2 separate regions of the Rattus norvegicus genome follow, and region 2 is linked to region 1. A link is a contact called in public Hi-C data. All regions are on one chromosome and are shown on one strand. Each heading gives the region's core, a stretch centred on a gene start, on an enhancer-like site or on the middle of the called end of the contact. The rest is flanking DNA. Distances are from core to core; before and after follow the strand shown.

Evidence for each region. Hi-C and Micro-C count contacts between places; a contact is called where the count stands out from the background.
Region 2: a contact with region 1 is called in a Hi-C map of Schwann cells, with 5 times the contacts expected there. The contact joins the promoter of Ltbp1 here to the enhancer-like site in region 1. A contact is called at or near these places in 6 of 12 Hi-C or Micro-C datasets (the A7r5 cell line, the Rat2 cell line, Schwann cells and 3 more).

Annotation. Positions count from the first base shown.
Region 1 is chr6:25,803,516-25,807,665 of GRCr8, reverse strand. All of the region lies in intron 31 of Ltbp1 (latent transforming growth factor beta binding protein 1), which reads left to right. Among named protein-coding and RNA genes, the nearest start is that of Rasgrp3, 95 kb to the right of the region's middle. Within about 2 kb of position 1,800, at least 8 of the 93 cell types and tissues checked have an H3K27ac peak or open chromatin away from gene starts, as enhancers often do. A contact at or near this core is called in Schwann cells, where this site is marked.
Region 2 is chr6:26,174,835-26,178,984 of GRCr8, reverse strand. It overlaps Ltbp1 (latent transforming growth factor beta binding protein 1), which reads left to right and starts at 1,684. Exons shown (of 34, transcript NM_021587.2): 1 at 1,684-2,480; 2 at 3,439-3,509. The coding sequence starts at 2,005.

The DNA.
Region 1 (4,150 bases), core at 551-3,050:
TCGGCTGTTTATTATACATCCATTTATTAAAGATTATGTTAGTCGCTGATGCATATTTAGAGTAATATTTAAAACCGAACTCAATACCACCGGTCTGAGCAACATTTGGTTTTTTGCTGTCTATGTGAATGCATCTGAAACCAGGTTCACCTCCTCAGCAATGGCATTTTAAAAGGCCACAAGCCACACTTTGTAGATTTTAACACCACCTCTCTTAAATGCATATTTAAGATAGTGGTTGGTGGTGTTTTAGGACGGAGGGGAGTTGGGCAGAACCTGTTCTGACTATGCAGCCTGCTTTATTTATCCCTGCTTCCTGCTTGCTATTCTAATTGTTCCTTCATAGCCTTTCTCAGCCCAGCCCTGACTTCTCCATTGTAAACAATGCTATAGTGAACCTTTGTGTACGGACTGATAGGACTTCCCAGGGACAAAACTCCCACAAGTCATAACACTGGGCCGGGGACCACATTCACTTTTATCTGACACCATTACTTCCACTAATGTGACGTTGGAAAATTTATACACAGGGTACTAGTCACCATGCCACCACAGACATGCTATAGCTTTGAAGTTGTTCTTTGACTCTGGGGAATGCTTTCACGTTGAGAATGGAGCCTTGGATAAAACACAAACTCTACTCCTAAACCACACATGAAGTCCCTAAAGAGTTCTTCCTATCATGTGGGTAAATATATATTATATATACATTTCCCTTGTTTCTGGGGATCTGAAGGTCTTACACTGACAGGTGACTTGTGTTTATCTTGTTGCTGCTTTTGGGTTTGTGTCTCCTTGCTCATTTGTAGGTGTGAGATGCGTAATTTGCTTGCAGCCCTCGCCCTTTGGACTACGCTGTGCTTGTAGGCATGGATGCTCTATGGGGAGTGCTTGTGGAGAGCCACATTTTATTCTGTCTCGAGCCTGATTCTGTAATGCTATATTTACTACCTGTGACTGGCGAGTCAAGCACTTTGGGTAATCATATGTAACTGACTGGGTTTTCAAAAGAGATATTCAAATCAGGACTGGAGAGGTAGATCAATGACCGAGAGAGAGCACTTGCTGATATTCCAGAGGACTCAGAGTTGGGTTTTCAGCACCATGTCAGGTGCTCACGACTATCTGTAACCCTAGGTCCAGAAGATCTGATACTCTTGCCTCTGCGGGCACCTTCACATACATCACACATGCACACGCACAGACATACACACTAGATTCAAGTCAAAGGTGTTTTCTACTGTAACTAAAACCGAAGGCTCTTATAAGATGTAGTTACCTGGGGCTGGGGATTTAGCTCAGTGGTAGAGCACTTACCTAGGAAGCGCAAGGCCCTGGGTTCGGTCCCCAGCTCCGAAAAAAAAGAACCAAAAAAAAAAAAAAAAGATGTAGTTACCTAACACCTGAACATGAATCGACCAATGTAGGAATAATTGTTATACACGTTTCTCTCCTACACTGCTGCTCCATAAAGACCAAGCCAGTGAGGCAGGAGTCTCATCTGAACTCCAGCCTGGGTTCTGAGGTTGTAGGGATGAGAGTACAGGATTCTGCATTTTGACGAGCCCTGGGAAACATGCCTCCTCTGTAGGTCCAACAGCGAATGAGGTCCTTGAGACACTAAGCAGCATCTGAGGATGCCCAAACCTGCTCCCATGATGAATGATAGTCACTAGCATTTCAGAGGAACCAAAGAATGTGTGAGCTTTTAAACTGCATGTTCAGAATTCTGTCTGAGCCCTTTAAACACACGATTTCTGCATGTCCAGACGATTGTGAAGGGCAGCATTGTCCTTTGTTCATTCAAACGCCGGATTAGCCCCAGCCTGCCAACACTGAACCTTCCAGTTTCTGAAGGAGGGCTGCACTGTTTTGGGGAACGATCCGTTACTGATGGAAACAGTGCTGGGAGAATTTGAAGAATACATCGCAGTGTCTGCCATCAGCTTTGAGCACTGAAGCGCAGTGTAAAATACAGCTCTGGCTCAGAACAGGCCTTCACACTTCTGGTCCAATAGGTCAAGGCATTAATTCCTGCTCAAGCAGCAAGTCTGGGAATACTGGCAGGTGGAGGCTGCAGGAGTGGCCATTCCATGTGGCTCTCAGACGTTAGATGCTGCCTTTTGTGTTGGTACTGCATGGGGGAGGAATGACGGGAGAGTGAAGATAGTAGAAGACCCTCACATGAGAAGAACTATGTTCTTGTGTAATTTTGTTCACCTTCGGGGGCCACTCTGGATTCGATGGCCGTCCCCAGCTAGTTAAAGGGGCCAAATGTCAGGCCCAGAGGAAAGCCCATGATTATTGGTGGTAAGGTGAAGGGGCTGTGTCAGTGGTGTGGTTGGCCTGTGCTAACAACCTCTGGCTTCTAGAACTCCACAGGCCTCCCTGCCTGTTCCCACCCTACCTCCTCCTCCTCCTCCTCTCACTTTCAAAACACCTTCTCTACCCGCTCTTAAAATGTCAGTAGCTGAGGTTCCTCTGGGAGAACCTCAATATTTGATCTGTTCGCCCTCACGTTAAGTGAGAGTCTGAAAGGCGAGGCTGTTAAGAAAACCAGTTCAAACCAAATAAGCCACATATCCATATTTCAGATGAGAGAGTGGGGCAGACATGGTTTGCACCCTGGGAAGCGTCCATGCCATGCTAGAAGGAACTCATAGTTATCAGAATGTGGGATCTTTGATTAGAAATTTCCTGCTTGGTTTTCATGGGTCTCAGTGCCAGGAATTGTTGAAAGGCATCTGGTTCTCCAGTTATCTTAGGTACACAGCCACTGCCTCCTGCTGGAAGAGATGTGGCTGAGGCTGAGGAGGGTAGCTTGCATTGTCAAGCCCTGCTCATGGGCAGAGTCAGATCTAAGCATCCTGCCTCTAGACTCTGTTGGAACTGGTTCTGTGTGGCCCGAGTCCTCACTCCCCAAGAACTCAAAGTGCATTCGAAATGCACAGTATTTTTTTTTAAAACATGAAAGTGACAAAGTGGAGAATTAAAGCTGAAACCTTTCCGTGCTCTCATGTGGTATGCTAATGCAGGCAGTGGGACATCGTTTTAGAGTTAGCACTTAGGCTTGCAAATCAAGAAGTTAGATGCTGCCGTTAGATCAAAGCAGTGTCAGCTGGTCCTCCCTCACATGCTAGCAGGCCCAATGGATCATATATATCCAGTTGGCTAATGGGTTAAAGCCAATAATTCTCCCCAAGTAAAGTATAAACTTAACGTTTTTGGAAAAAATGTAACCATATATATGTATATATATATATATATATATGTAACCATATATATATATATGTAATCTTTCTGTAAGCAATGAAAGATAGACACATTTGTACAATAGATTTTATAGTACCCAGGAATTGTAGTGTTTATAATTATACTATTTAAAAATTTTTAATCCTGATGAGTAAATCATTCAGAAAGCCATGCTGTAAGGTAACTGAGTAAAGCCTTGATAGAGTCCTCCCTTCTAAAATGTATGCATTTCAGGAGCTTACCTAATTGGGATAACTGCTGTGTTGGAAGAGTGCCCCCTGTTGGTAGTCTGTTGGACTACAACATGCATCCTCCTTGGAAACATTCTTGAGAGCTTTGGTATTATTGGTCAGAGTGGCGTTCACTTTGATCTTTTGCTAATGTCTCAGTGGAAACGGCAGTGGCAAAAAAGGAATACATTTCAATCATCTTTTAATAATGATCAACATATTAGAATTATTGTCCTTCTATATCGCAACTAAACAATCTGAAGAGACAAATGCATATCAATACTGGAGTCACCAAGTCTCTTTTGGGGAGCTCATCCTGTGCTTGAGTGATAGAACACAAAACATAATAAGGAGAAATGGAGTCGACTGTGTATGGAGCTGATTGATGAGCTGTGATACATCTATCCAGTGGAAAATACTCTGCAGGCATTTCCCAACTGCAACACACCTACAGAGTCTGATAGGGAACACGGCTGAAGCCATTTCCTGAACTTTTATTATATTTACTTATCGTGTGTGTGTGTGTGTGTGCGCATGCGCGCGTGTGCAAGTGTACGAGTGTACTCACGTTTTCATGTTCCGTAGTGGCATGTGTGTTGAGAGCCTGTGGGTCTGGGTCAACAGGCTCGTCAGAAAACATCTTTACCCACTGAGCCATCTTGCCATCT
Region 2 (4,150 bases), core at 435-2,934, 370 kb before region 1:
GTGTGTGTGTGTGTGTGTGTGTGTGTGTGTGTATGTGTGTGTTGAGAAAGCAGAGCTTCCGAGAGTAAAGGTGAAATGCCTGTGGACTGTAGAAATTAGTGATAATTTTATGCTGTAGTCCAGGTCTCCTTCCTTCATCCAGAGCTTTTCTTCCTTCCTTTCTTCCTTCCTTTCTTCCTTTCTTTCTTTCTTCCTTTCTTTCCTTCTTTCCTTCTTTCTTTCTTCTTTTTGATGGTAGTGGCTCTCAGACAGTGCTCCCTCTGGAAGCCTGTGTTCAGGCCTCCAGGCCCAGTCTTCTCAGATCAAATACTCACCGGCATGTCAGCCATATGCAGATTGAAGTAGGTGACTAGATTGCTTCCTCAACTTGAAATGAGTTTTCCCACCATCAATATTTCTTAACTCAGTCTCACTTGCTACCAGTTGTCCTGAGCTGGTGCACAGAAAGCCAGCAAACGACAATCAAAAGTACTAATGTGTGAGAAAACCCAAGGCTGGGAAAAAGCCCCTTTTAGCTCACTTTTGAAAATATTCCTTTATTTTATGTGTGTCACTGCTTTGCATGAATATATATATATATGTATATATATGTATATATGCATCTGAAGGTCAGAAGAGAGCATCAAGTCTCCTGGAGCTGGAGGTTTGGATGGTTGTGAACTAACATGTGGGTGCTGGGAATCTAATTCAGGTCCGATGAAAGAGCAGCCAGTGCATTTAACCACCCACCAAGCTATTTCTCCAGTCTCTGGCGCTTTCTTTTTTAAATATACAGTTATTTTAATGGACTTTTGATTTCAGTCATGTAAAAATAGCATTCATTCTGTTGACATTGTTTTAATTCAGATGTTAGCAGTAAAGATGCCATTACCTGGTTTTCTTCAAAGTCTCTTTTGCAGGAGAAAGAGGAGAGAAGAGGAGAGGAGAGGAGAGGGGAGGGGAGGGGAGGGGAGGGGAGGGGAGGGGAGGGGAGGGGAGGGGAGGGGAGGGGAGGAGAGAGAGAGAGAGAGAGAGAGAGAGAGAGAGAGAGAGAGAGAGAGAGAGAGAGAGAGAGAGAGAGAGAGAATGAATCCCTAAATGCTCCGTTCCACTGCGAGGACCACCGGCTGGGCAGCCTCTGCTTTTTTCTTCATCTACATGGGCGCCCCCTGCTGCCCATCCCGCATTCTTGACCCTCCAATGCCAGGAGCAGGGTACCACAAAGTCTTCCGGAGGTTGCAGTCCTAAAGAAAACCTTCCTTCCGACTAATAGAGATAATCACTTTCCAATGGACAGCTTGCCCTACCTGGGATAGCCTTTTCTGGGACCGGACCTAGTGTTCAAATTCAACTCCTGCAGACAGTATCCAAACAAACTCGGGTAAAACACTTCTAAACTGTTATTACTCGAATCCTTTTCGGCCGCTAGAAGGAAAGGGCCGTTCTTCCCTCACCTTGCTGAGCTCTTTGTCTTCTCCTGGGACTGGGGAGCCGGAACCCTTGTCCACTCGACCCACAGTCCCAATCTTTGGATGCGGAGGGTGGCGGCTCATTCTCCGGCTCATCTCAAGCTTTCCCCAATTAGGATTTGCTGCCTGACGTCACGTCTGCCGCAGATTGGCTGTTCAGATCTGACACAGGGCTCCACCGGGGAGAAGAAACTTTTAAAAGACTTTGCAGCCGGGGCTGCCTCTGAGCGTCCAGCGCTCACGGTCGTCCTCGCCCACCCTCGCGGGGTCGGCGCCCATAGCACCTCAGCAGCACCCGGCGACACCCCGGCTGAGCCAGGGGACCCTCACCTTGAGCAGCCCGCGCCCCTCCCCTCCTCTCCACCCCAGCTCCCGCCCCCTGCTCGCCTCCGCTCCCGGCTGGGGTCCGCTGCCGCTCAGCCGCCCGCAAAGCTCCCTCCCTGCGGCCACCCAGTTGGCCTCCACCCCGCGGCGCACAGGCTCTCCGCGGAGTCCTCGGGGATACCGAGGGAGTGCGCCGGGGCAGGGCGAGTCGCACGGCCGGAGACTGCCCGCGATGGCGGGAGCCTGGCTCAGGTGGGGACTCCTGCTCTGGGCAGGGCTGCTAGCGTGGTCTGCGCACGGCCGGGTGCGGAGGATCACGTACGTGGTGCGCCCGGGCCCGGGACTGCCGGCCGGAACCCTGCCTCTGGCTGGGCCCCCGCGGACCTTCAACGTCGCACTGGACGCCAGGTACAGCCGGAGCTCAACAGCCACCTCCAGCCGCTCCTTGGCCGGGCCCCCAGCCGAGCGGACCCGGCGCACCAGCCAGCCTGGCGGCGCGGCCCTGCCCGGGCTCCGATCTCCGCTGCCACCCGAGCCCGCGCGTCCGGGGGCGCCCAGCCGGCAGCTCCACTCAAAGGCCGGTGCTCAGACCGCGGTCACTCGCTTCGCCAAACATGGCAGGCAAGTCGTGCGCTCCAAAGTGCAGCAGGACACGCAGAGCTCCGGGGGCTCCAGACTGCAGGTTCAGCAGAAGCAGCAGCTGCAGGGGTAAGCCCACGCTCCGCCTGCCCCGCGCGCTGGGACCCGGCGGGGCCAGTGCACCGTCTCCTCCCCGCCGGGGGCGCTGCGGGAAGGGGTGGGCGCGGGGGAAGCCCGCTCACTTTTTTACTGGTGTTTAACTCCGAGTGCATTGTTACCGAGCTGCAGGGAAACACAAAAGGCATTTATTTCTTTCCCGGGGCGTAACCTCCTGTGCGCAAACCCTTCAGCTCTTAGACTATGGGCGTAAACATGAAGTCACTACAGCTTAATCCCAAGGCATCAATTAAACTTCTTGCAACTCGGTTTTTTATTTTGGTTTACCTAATGAAAAAGGGATTGTGAGTGAAAGCTGGCTCTAAAGCTCTAAAGCTCTCCTTGAGCATCCCAGAAATTGTAGACTTGGGTTTCCTGGCACCTGTGGGTCCTAAATTGGTAAGAGGTTGGGATGAGATTCCACATGGACCGCAGTAGGGGTTGGAAAGTTTGTTATTCGGTGCTGCTAAATATCCCTACTGCACGCCTTTCTCCCCATTAATCACAAGTTGGGATGGGGGCGACTTAATTTGGACATTTGGCTTCTTCCCCCAACTCCCAGGGATGGATCCTCAGGGTGATCTCACTCTTTTGGCGGGGGGGGGGGGGATGGGGGGTGCGTCAGTGAAGCAAAGTGGGCCTAGAGAATATGAAGAATACTTTTGACTGTTTTAATTTGGAGTTTGAGACAACCATTTGTTTGGATTTTAAGTCTCCATGCCTGTTCTGCAGATCCAGTGGTTCCTCCCTCCTTCCCAGATGAATGGTCCTAGACCCTTACAGCTGAGCAACTTTGGGCTGGGCATCCTGTGGGCACACTTTAGAGCTCTCTCTAATCTAGAGGAACGTGGAAGCAAGAGACTAACTTTTCAGGAACTCTCTGGAAGCTTGAGTTCACTGCTCTGGACTCAGGGGTCTCACTTTGTTTCAGGATCAATGTCTGTGGAGGGCAGTGCTGCCATGGGTGGAGTAAGGCCCCGGGCTCCCAGAGGTGCACCAAACGTAAGTCACAGCAACCTTGGACAATGGACCAGGTGGGGCTGTATGTGTGTGGGGAGTTGGGGGAGGGGAGGGTCAGGTTGGGGTTGGGGAGGTTCCTCAGAGGCCTCTTGAAGAGGCAGGCAGTTTCACCCCGGAAGGTGAAATCTGAAATACAGTACACCTGCAGCCTGTATAACCATCTAGGAAGGACTGGATTATGACATCCAAGATGCCTTGCGCTCAACCCTGGCGTTTATGACTGTCTCACTTGGGGAAAAAAAAATCCCACGTGACGGTAGGCTGTGCGCCAGAACCAATACGATTAATCTAATGGTATTTACACCAACAATTAAAAAGCATTCGTTGACGTGATGTCAGAAGAGGAATGGAAATTAGGGCACCCTTTCCCAGAGTAAGGCAGGAATAGTTGCACACTGGGCATCGAACTTAAGGCTACCCACGTGCTCAGCAAGCTCTCTACCAATGAGCGATTCATACATGTGCATCAGTACACACAGCCCTGCCCGCTCCTGGATTTACAGACCTAAGCCAACCAGGCCCGATGTTAAAAGCTTCCTGAAAAGAGCGACAAGCATCATCCAACCTCGAGGTCCAGTTATTTTCCAGAATCTTCCTGCACTCGGGGCTTTGCCAGTTCAAAT